2 separate regions of the Oryctolagus cuniculus genome follow, and region 2 is linked to region 1. The links are chromatin contacts, called in public Hi-C maps. All regions are on one chromosome and are shown on one strand. The core of a region is the stretch at or near the end of the contact, and the rest is flanking DNA. Distances in the headings are between cores, read along the strand shown. Region 1 overlaps PDZRN3 (PDZ domain containing ring finger 3). Region 2 has its middle 81 kb from the start of PPP4R2.

The links. Hi-C and Micro-C count contacts between places; a contact is called where the count stands out from the background.
Region 2: a Hi-C map of psoas muscle shows a contact between it and region 1, with 16 times the contacts expected there. The contact joins two enhancer-like sites. A contact is called at or near these places in 3 of 6 Hi-C or Micro-C datasets (ear pinna, psoas muscle and an unstated tissue).

Annotation. Positions count from the first base shown.
Region 1 is chr10:75,768,576-75,773,098 of mOryCun1.1, forward strand. All of the region lies in intron 3 of PDZRN3 (PDZ domain containing ring finger 3), which reads left to right. Among named protein-coding and RNA genes, the nearest start is that of PDZRN3, 130 kb to the left of the region's middle. Within about 2 kb of position 1,361, at least 1 of the 8 cell types and tissues checked has an H3K27ac peak or open chromatin away from gene starts, as enhancers often do.
Region 2 is chr10:76,164,413-76,168,729 of mOryCun1.1, forward strand. No RefSeq gene overlaps it. Among named protein-coding and RNA genes, the nearest start is that of PPP4R2, 81 kb to the right of the region's middle. Within about 2 kb of position 2,714, at least 1 of the 8 cell types and tissues checked has an H3K27ac peak or open chromatin away from gene starts, as enhancers often do.

The DNA of each region.
Region 1 (4,523 bases), core at 111-2,610:
ATACACAGACAATGCTATGGCTGAGAAAGAACTTCTAAGATCAATCCCATTCACAATAGCTTAAAAAAATGATATATCTTGGAATAAACTTAACCAAGGATATCAAAGATCTCTACAATGAGAATTATAAAACAATAAATAAATAAACAGAAGATACCAACAAATGGAAAAATCATCCGTGTTCATTTTTGGATTACAGATTCAATGTAATACCAATAAAAATACCAAAGACATTTTCTCAGATCTAGAAAAAATGATGTTGAAATTCATATAGAAACACAGGAGACCTCAAATAGCTAAAGCAATCTTATACAACAAAAACAAAGAGTCATCACAATACCATATTTCAAGACATTCTACTTTTCTCTGAAGGGAGGAGAGACCTTCCACTTTGCTTATGGCCTTGTCTAAATATGGACAGAGATTATGAATTCAAAAGGCTTCCACAGCTTTGGCAGCTCATGTCAAGAGCCTCGGGTAGTCACTGCTGTCACATATAAGAATGTTGATTGTTGAATTAACAACAGAAGTCACTGTGCACTTACTTCCCATGCAGGACTTCTGTCCTCAATGAGTTGTATTATGAGAATTAACTGTAAAACAGTTGTGTGTGTGTGTGTGTGTGTGTGCAAATTGTTGAAATCTTTATTTAGTATAGAGCTGGTCTTTTGTATATAAAGTTAATTGAAAATGAATCTTAATGGAGAATGGGAGTGGGACTGGGAGAGGGAGGAGGAGATGGGGTGGGAGTCGGGGTGGGAGGGTGGGTATGGTAGGAAGAATCACTATATTCCTAAAGTTATACTTATGAAACTTGTACTTGTTCAATAAAAGGTTTCTTTGGGGAAAAAAAACTACATATAGACTTACACAGTTTGAAAATATATTCCCTTCTGATACTCAATAAGCTTCTGATCATGGAAATAACATTTATTTAATACAGGTATTTAACAACATTTATATTCAATAATAATGAATACTATGTTTCCTAGCATTTTTCACAAGATAGGCTGCTTGAAAATCCTGGTTTTCTGACTTGTGAAATACAGTATCTTTTTTTTCCTAATTTGGTTGACTGGTATTCTGTGATTTCTGTCTGGGAGTTTATTCTTGGCATCATTATTTCTACCAAGTATATTGTAGTCCGGTTCCATTGCTACCGCAGCAAACTTAGCATCGTGAAGAAAGTTGCATGAGCTAAATGCTGCGCCTTGAATTCTGAATCCCAGCCTGAGACTCCAAGGGACTCAGGTTGTTGGAGGGGTTGTGTCAGGGGTGCTTCCCATCTAAAGTGCCCAAAGGATTGTGTGAGGAAACCGCTTACATAAAGCGGCACCTGTGTACAGGAGGACAGCTGAGCTCTTAATTGCAAAAACAAAACCTCTGCCTTCAGCGCCGTAACCTCATACTCTTACATTCCCGAAGCGCCTCCCCGGAGTGCCAGGCTATCCTAGAATAGGAATGGGATTTGGCTTTAAATCAAAAACGTGATAGAATATCATTTCCAAAGAGCCGGGAGCACTTGTTGGAGTTGCTGCAAGAAGTAGCCTTTTCAAATCACAAGCACATTCCTAGAAGGACATGCTTGCTTTGCTTCTTTCCATTCTTAATTTTGAGAGAATTTCCCAGGAAGCCCTTTTGTGCATTTGCCCATGTGTCCATCAATCACATTGCTAACTAATATCATGAAAAATTGAATTTTACACTCGCTCTTAAATGATTTGAAAACAGCTCCGTTTGTATGCATCTGCATTGGCCCAGTGACTCCTGGGGGTGTAAGGCCTTTGTCAGACGAAGCGGTATACTGCGGAGTGGGAAGAGTGGTTTGTAGCTCCTGGTGAGTTGTTGAGTCAGACCATTACTTCATTTCTTGAAAATGCAGCACGCAGAAGATGGAGTCATTACAAAGTGCGTCAGCCCTGCAGTCATCAGCCGATTCTGACTTGGCAGGAGTAGTGCAGTTCACCAAGGCTGATTCGAGACAGGCTGGCCAGATGCATGGCAGGCCCGGGTTGAGTCCACCGGTGTGGCTGAGATGTTGACTCCAGAAAAATAACATTCGCTGTTTAGAACCAGAGAGGTTGTCATGGAGATGACAATCTTCCTGGTACCATAAAAACCCACTTGTCATCTGACGGAGCCCCGTATTTGCACAGGTGGTTCCCATGGCTGCGGGGGACAGAGTCCAAACAAATTTCTTCTTCCTGAATGGCACCTTTATGTGTCCCAAAGAATATGTTTCCTTTCTTTAACCCTTCGATTCATGACCATTCTCAGTGAGTTCATTCACATGTAAATCTTGTGCGAGATCATTGGTTGCACCCACTTGCTAACTACCGCTGTGTGTTAATGAACATGGACAGCAGAGTGCGTTGGGGCATCATCTGGGGAGGAGAAGAAGGGACCCAGGAAAGAAGACATACACAAGGCCAAGAGTGTAACGTGGCTGTCCACTGACAGAGGAAGACAGGACGGATTACCGGATATAGGGCACACGCTGTGCAACTCTGCAGTTTTAAGGAGCTGCCGTCACACCTGCGCACCACGGAAAAGACGCACACAGCCGGGATTTCTGTTTCGCTGAATTGTCTCTCAGATGCAAAAGCCGTCGACCAACATAGTAGCACAAAAACACATCTGTCCAGGCCTTCGCTCTCCTGCCCATGTGTCAGAGAGCAGAACTTGATATATGTATCAGTTTGGTGTAAAAGCTTTAATGGGTAGGGTTTTTATTTCGGTCTGCGATGCCTTTTCTGCCCCAACGAAGTTCAAAGCTTACCAAGTTTCTCGAGACACACTCCCGGTTGCACTGGGAGAGCTGAATTCAGACACAATAAATGCTGTGTTATATTTTTGGAAATGTTCTTGTGTTCTGTCATTTAAGACTCTGCAGAGTGCATGGGGAAAAGCGTTAGATGATGGCGTCTATAATCAGAAACTACCAAACTAAGCAGAAGAGGGATTTTTCATGGTTCATTGGATAAAGCTGAGTAGACAGCAGTGGGAGTAATATTTTGAATAAAGCGTTGTGGATAATGAATTGATTTAAAATGAGGAGATTGCTTTTTTGAAAACTGGTATTTAAAGAATGAAATCATACTTCCTTGAGGTTTAAAAACCAAGAATTGCTCATGTGTAATGTCAGACTTGGGCTATGCATTCCTGTCACTTTTAAATGGAGCTCACATCAGATTTACAACCTCGGTAGAATCTTCAAAGAAATAAAGGATCACTTACACATTTGCTTCTATATAGAGGTGTGCAACCTAATAGGAAAAAAAAATTGGAGGAACCAGTAAAACATGTCTAAGATTTTGCTTGTAAAGGAAACCAAAGTATCTAAAACCCATTTAGTTTCCATAAAAAAGAATGAATTACCAAAGTTCTTCTTAATGGTATTTTGCCTTTATCATAAAATTTTCAAGTTTTAAACTTGAGATCAAGAAATCACTGAGTTACATTCACTTCATTTAAAACAAATAAACTCCTGGACGTGTTAGTGTAACATTCTCTGACCAGTGGTATTCATGTGTGATGTGGAACCGCAACTGTGGTTTTTTTTGCAGCTGTCTCTTTTGGGCATGGCAGTAATCTCGTTTTTCTCATATCTGTAAACAGGATCAAAATCACCATTCTGTAGAAAGCGGTTGTGTGTGAAACATTGGCATGGCTGGGCCAGAAGGTGGCGCTCTGATACCACATGACTGGATAGGATAGTTCTTTTCTCCCGAAGAGATCTGGGCTATGGTTTGGTTGTATTGTTGCCCACTCGAAGCTTTTCTGTGACACACCACTCAGCTGAACTCTACAAAGACCTGGCTCCCTGAGAGTCCTGCTTTCCACCTGACCGCCTAGCATCCTTGACTGAGCCGCGGGCTCTACAGCTGTTATTTCTTACGGTTGCCTGATTTCATGATGTTAGCTTCAGAACGTAACGTACCCCAAAACAGAACTCTGATCAATCAGGTTTGCTTATGAAGAAGTACTATCAATAGTGGAATAAAATTCAGAAAGAAGAATATTAAATAGAATTGATGAATAGTGGAGAAAGCAATTATTTTGTCAGTTGCCTTAACTTATGGAGAAAGAAGTGTCTTATGTGAGATCTGACAGTTCCCTTCTTGTGGGAAACTTTATTTCAACACTAAAATACACCAGTGTGGGAATGGAGTCGTGTGTGTGTGTGTGTGTGTGTGTGTGTACAGACCTATCCTTTTGGCTGCAACTGAGTTATAATTTTGACTGAAAACCTGGTAATTATCACAAACAAAAGCATTTTACACTTGATTTTGTGCCACAAATCATCTGATTCTTCATTCTGAGCCAACTACATCAAGGCTCCAGCATAGTAGCACCTGCTTTTCTCTTATCTACCATTGCGTTTTCCTCTTTACTTAATACCGTAGCTCTAATGAAAGGTCACACCTAGTCTCCAAGCCAAAGACAGTTCCAGGAGCTTTGTTTTCTGGTGTTTTGTCTTGGAATTCAGGTGACAATGTCCCCCACCTGGTTCCCATTAAATA
Region 2 (4,317 bases), core at 1,464-3,963, 400 kb after region 1:
ACCGTGAGTTTGTCTCCTCTCTCTCTCTCTCTCTCTCTCTCTGTCTCTCTCTGTCTCTCTCTGTCTCTCTCTCTCTCTCTCCATTCAGCACCTCCTTTGCACACAGGTCACCCCCAATCTTCTGCAGACTCAGCGCGGCTGAGCTCCCTCCCTCTCCCCGACGGTGCAGTCTCCTCACAGGCCTGGCTCGCCCCTCTGCAGGCTCAGGACCCCCAACCCCCGCCCCGAGCACCAGGCAGGGTAAACAGGACGACGCCGGGCCGGCTGGCTTGGCAGGCAGGAGGGTGCCAGCTTCTCTCCCTGCTCCGAGGCAGATGGAGGAACCCAGAGCGAGCAGAGAATAAAGAGGGAATTGGCAGCTGGGCTTCCTTTGGGAATCAGGCTGGCCAGCAAGGATGAATTAAATGTTTATTAAAAAAAAAAAAAAAAAGTGAAATGAGCTGGACACCAGCCCCGGGCCCGTCTTGCGTCTGACAGCAGTGCGTATGTCTGAGGAAGCCCATGGGTCCTTGAGGTCCAGCCAGCCCCCCACCTTCAACTCCCCAGCCTGCTTCCTCCTGTCTGCCTTGCCCACACTGCTCTGCCTCAGGGCCTTTGCACAGACCACACCATCTGCCCAGAGTGCTCTTCCTCTCGTCTTTTGTGGATGGAAACTCCTCATTCTCAGGTCTCGTTCAACTGCACGGCGTCCCTGGTACCCTCACCAGACACCCCTTGTAAAGATTTCGTCTTCCCTGGATGCCTGCCCCCAGGCTGTCCGTCAAAACTCCTGGATCGTGTGTTTTGCACAGCCCTCACTTGCGCCTTGGTTTGTATTCGGTTTCCCGGTGAGGTCTCTGAGGACAGGGATGTCATCTTCCTCGTTCTGAATCATAACCCCGTCACCTGGAACCCTGGGCACACAGCCCCTGTCCAGTAAGGGAAGCAATGGAGTCCCACAGACCCGGCTCCAAAATGCCCACCCTGCAACCACAGCTCTTCTAAACCAGTGCCTGGTTTTTTTGTCCTTAAAGATTTATTTATTTATTTAGGGGCCGGCGCTGTGGTGTAGCAGGTAAAGCCGCTGTCTGCAATTCCAGCATCCCATATGAGCACTGGTTCGAGTCCCAGCTGCTCCACTTGCAATCCAGCTCTCTGCTATGGCCTGGGAAAGCAGTGGAGGATGGCCCAAGTCCTTGGGCCCCTGCACTCACGTGGGAGAACTGGAAGAAGCTCCTGGCTCCTGGCTTCAGATTGGAGCAGCTCCGGCCATTGCCGCCAATTGGGGAGTGAGCCAGCAGATGGAAGACCTCTCTCTGTCTGCCTCTATGTGTAACTCTTTCAAATAAATAAATCTTTTTAAAAAATGTTTATTTATTTATTTGAAAGGCAGAAATAGAGAGAGAGCGAGAGAGAGAGAGATCTTCCATCCACTGGTTCTCCCCCAAAATGGCCACACAACAGCCAGGGCTGGACCAGGCAGAAACCAGGATCCAGGAGCTTCCTTTGGGTCTCCCACGTGGGTGCAGGGGCCCAAGCACTTGGGCCATCCTCCACTGCTTTCCCAGGCCATAGCAGAGAACTGGATTGGAAATGGAGCAGCCGGGACTAGAACCGGCTCCCATATGGGATGCCGGCGCTTCAGGCCACAGCACCGGCCCCAATTTCTTTGTTTTTCGAATGAGCCTGGGGGCAGGTTTGCTGCACAGCCGGTACAGACACTAGTTAGTTGCCTGCATCCCATCTCAGAGTGCCTGGTTCCAGTCTCCCTCCCTCGGTGGCCAGCCAGCTCCCCGTGGGAGAGCAACCCTGCCAGCCAGCACACCCCAGGAGGCAGCAGCAAGGACTTGGGCCCCTGCCACCCACATGGGACACCTGGGCGGAGTGTGCCCGGCTCTTGGCTTGGGCCTGGCCCAGCCCTGACTGTTGCAGGCATTTGGGCAGTGAACCAGCAAATGAGAGATCTTGGTCTCTCTGTCTGTCTCACTGCCTTGCAAATAAAATGAAAATAAAGAAAAGTTTTTAAAAACAGTGAGTCTGATAAAGCGCCCACGAGGCCGGAAGCTGGCGCTCAGGGCCAGCCTCGTCAGACACCGCTGCCTCCTTTGGCTCTTCGTGGAAGCTCTCAGAGCCACAATTCTACCCAGAACAGGCCCGCTCAGGTCTCCTTGGGCCATTGAATATATGATCAGACCAAAATGTGATCGTCGCTTCTTGGCAGCCCTTCTCGGAGTTCTGCTTCTAACTGGTAGCGGGGCCTCCGAGGCAAGCCCTGGCTCACTCATGCAGGCGGGAGGGCAGCCTCCATCCACGGCCACTTAGGGCTCTGCCAAGGTGACAGCAAACCCGGCCCACGGACGGACCAAGGGATTCATCACGCACAGAACTTAGTGTCTGCGTTACTGGACGTGCCTCCACTTGAATCCCCAAATTCCCAGCAAGACCCCTCTCGCCGCGTCGGGGCACAGTGCACAGTTCTGCCCTCACAGGGGCTGGCAGCAACAGACCAGACCATCCCCGCCGGTCCGCGAGGTCCAGGCACTCAGCCAAGCAGCGTGCTCCCCCTGGCGGGCGTCACGTAAACTGCAGCACCCCAGCTTCCTCTCCACCCACCTGCTCCCAGCCTGCTCCCGGGGAGAGGGGAGGGACCAGAAGAACGGGGCCTTGGGGACCACACCTTGGAGCCTTTGCTGTGGATTTCAAAGCAAACGTGCTGTGCCCTGAGGGCAGGGAAGGCGCGGAGGGGGCGTGTTCGGGTTGTTTATGTGGCTGGGTCTGAGCTGCCCAGGGCTGCTCCAGGCAGAGGTGATGGCGCCGGAAATTCACGGGGCTGGGAATGAAAGGAAGGCGAGACTCCAGGCAGAAGGGTGGAGCTGCAGATTTTTTTTTTAATCTAAATCTACAGATTTTTTAAAATGTATTTATTTGAAACAGTTACAGAGAGGAAGAGAGACAGAAAGAGAGATCTTCCATCCACCAGGTCACTCCCCAAATGGCTACAACGGCCAAAGCCAAGAGCCCGGAGCTTCTTCCCAGTCTCCCATGTGGGTGCAGAGGCCCAAGCACCACTTCTGCTGCTTTCCCAGACACATTAGCAAGGAGCTGGATCAGAAGTGGAGCAGCCGGGACTTGAACTGGTGCCCATAGGGGATGCCAGCATCTCAGGCAAGGGTTAACCTGATACACCACAACATCGGCCCCCAAATCGATACTGAGGCCAGTGTTTGGCACAGAAGTCAAGTTGCTGCGTAGAATGCCACATCCTATGTCAGAGGACCTGGTTCGCGTCCCGGTGTCCTGGCTCCTCCACTCCCCAGGCAGCTCCCTCACAGCACAGCCCCAGCTGCCTGCCTCCCTACCAGTAACTGCCATCTGACTCGCTAGGTATTTACTAAATTCTTGGGAGCTTGACTGCCTGTCTCCTGGGTGCCTCCAGCAGTGCCTGGACCAGAGCAAGCTGAATGCGCATTTGATGAGTGATGGGTATCAACTGTGGTATCAGTGACTTCAGATGCATTGCTGCTTGCCCGTAGCTTGGTAGCACTCCAGTTTCGTAGCTGTCTCCTGGGTACGGACGCGCACGCATCTTCTCTGATTGTTGAGTACAGAGTCCCATGAATGCCACTGAGGTCAACCCCCAGCAGCAGAGGAGGCTGCTGGAACCTTCTGTGTTCCAGCCCCCCGTCCGTCTGTGTCAAAGACTCCCACTGCGGACGTGACAGTTAAGCACATGATGTTCGTTACCCTATTTCATTCTCATAGCCGTTACCACTTGCATTCCAGTTCCTGTAAACTGCCCCTGAACTTAGCGCCAAAAAGCAGCCAACCTCTTGGCCCCACAGATCCTGTGAGTCATGAATTCCTGTCTGTCAGAGTGGTGTCAGCTGTCTCTGTCCCACGAGATCAGGGGACACCTGTTATATATTAATGTTAGCCGTCGCAAAACACACCGAACACCGGAGTAAGGGAAAGGGTTTATTGGGGAACACCCAACAAACCAGAGTGAAGGGGCGGCAAAGGAAAAAGAGAGAAAGAGTGTATAAGAGAGAGAGAGACAGAGGAGAGGAGATAGAGTAGAGAGACAAGCCAAGAGAGAGGAGAGAGCGCAGGAGAGAAGAGCCAAGAGAACAGGAGGGAGGAGCCAAGAGAGCACGTGTTCAGGAACTGGTCCTTTTAAAAAAAAACTTTGCCTGAGGGCAGGCAGGGAAGCAGAAGCAGTGAATCCCATTAGGATGGGGGTGGAGCCTGGCTCAGGTAGCTGGGTCATGCGGCCACCGTGCGGCGCTAAAACTGCACCAGTTTCCTAACAACACCAGAAACTATGTGGAAAAATGAAAT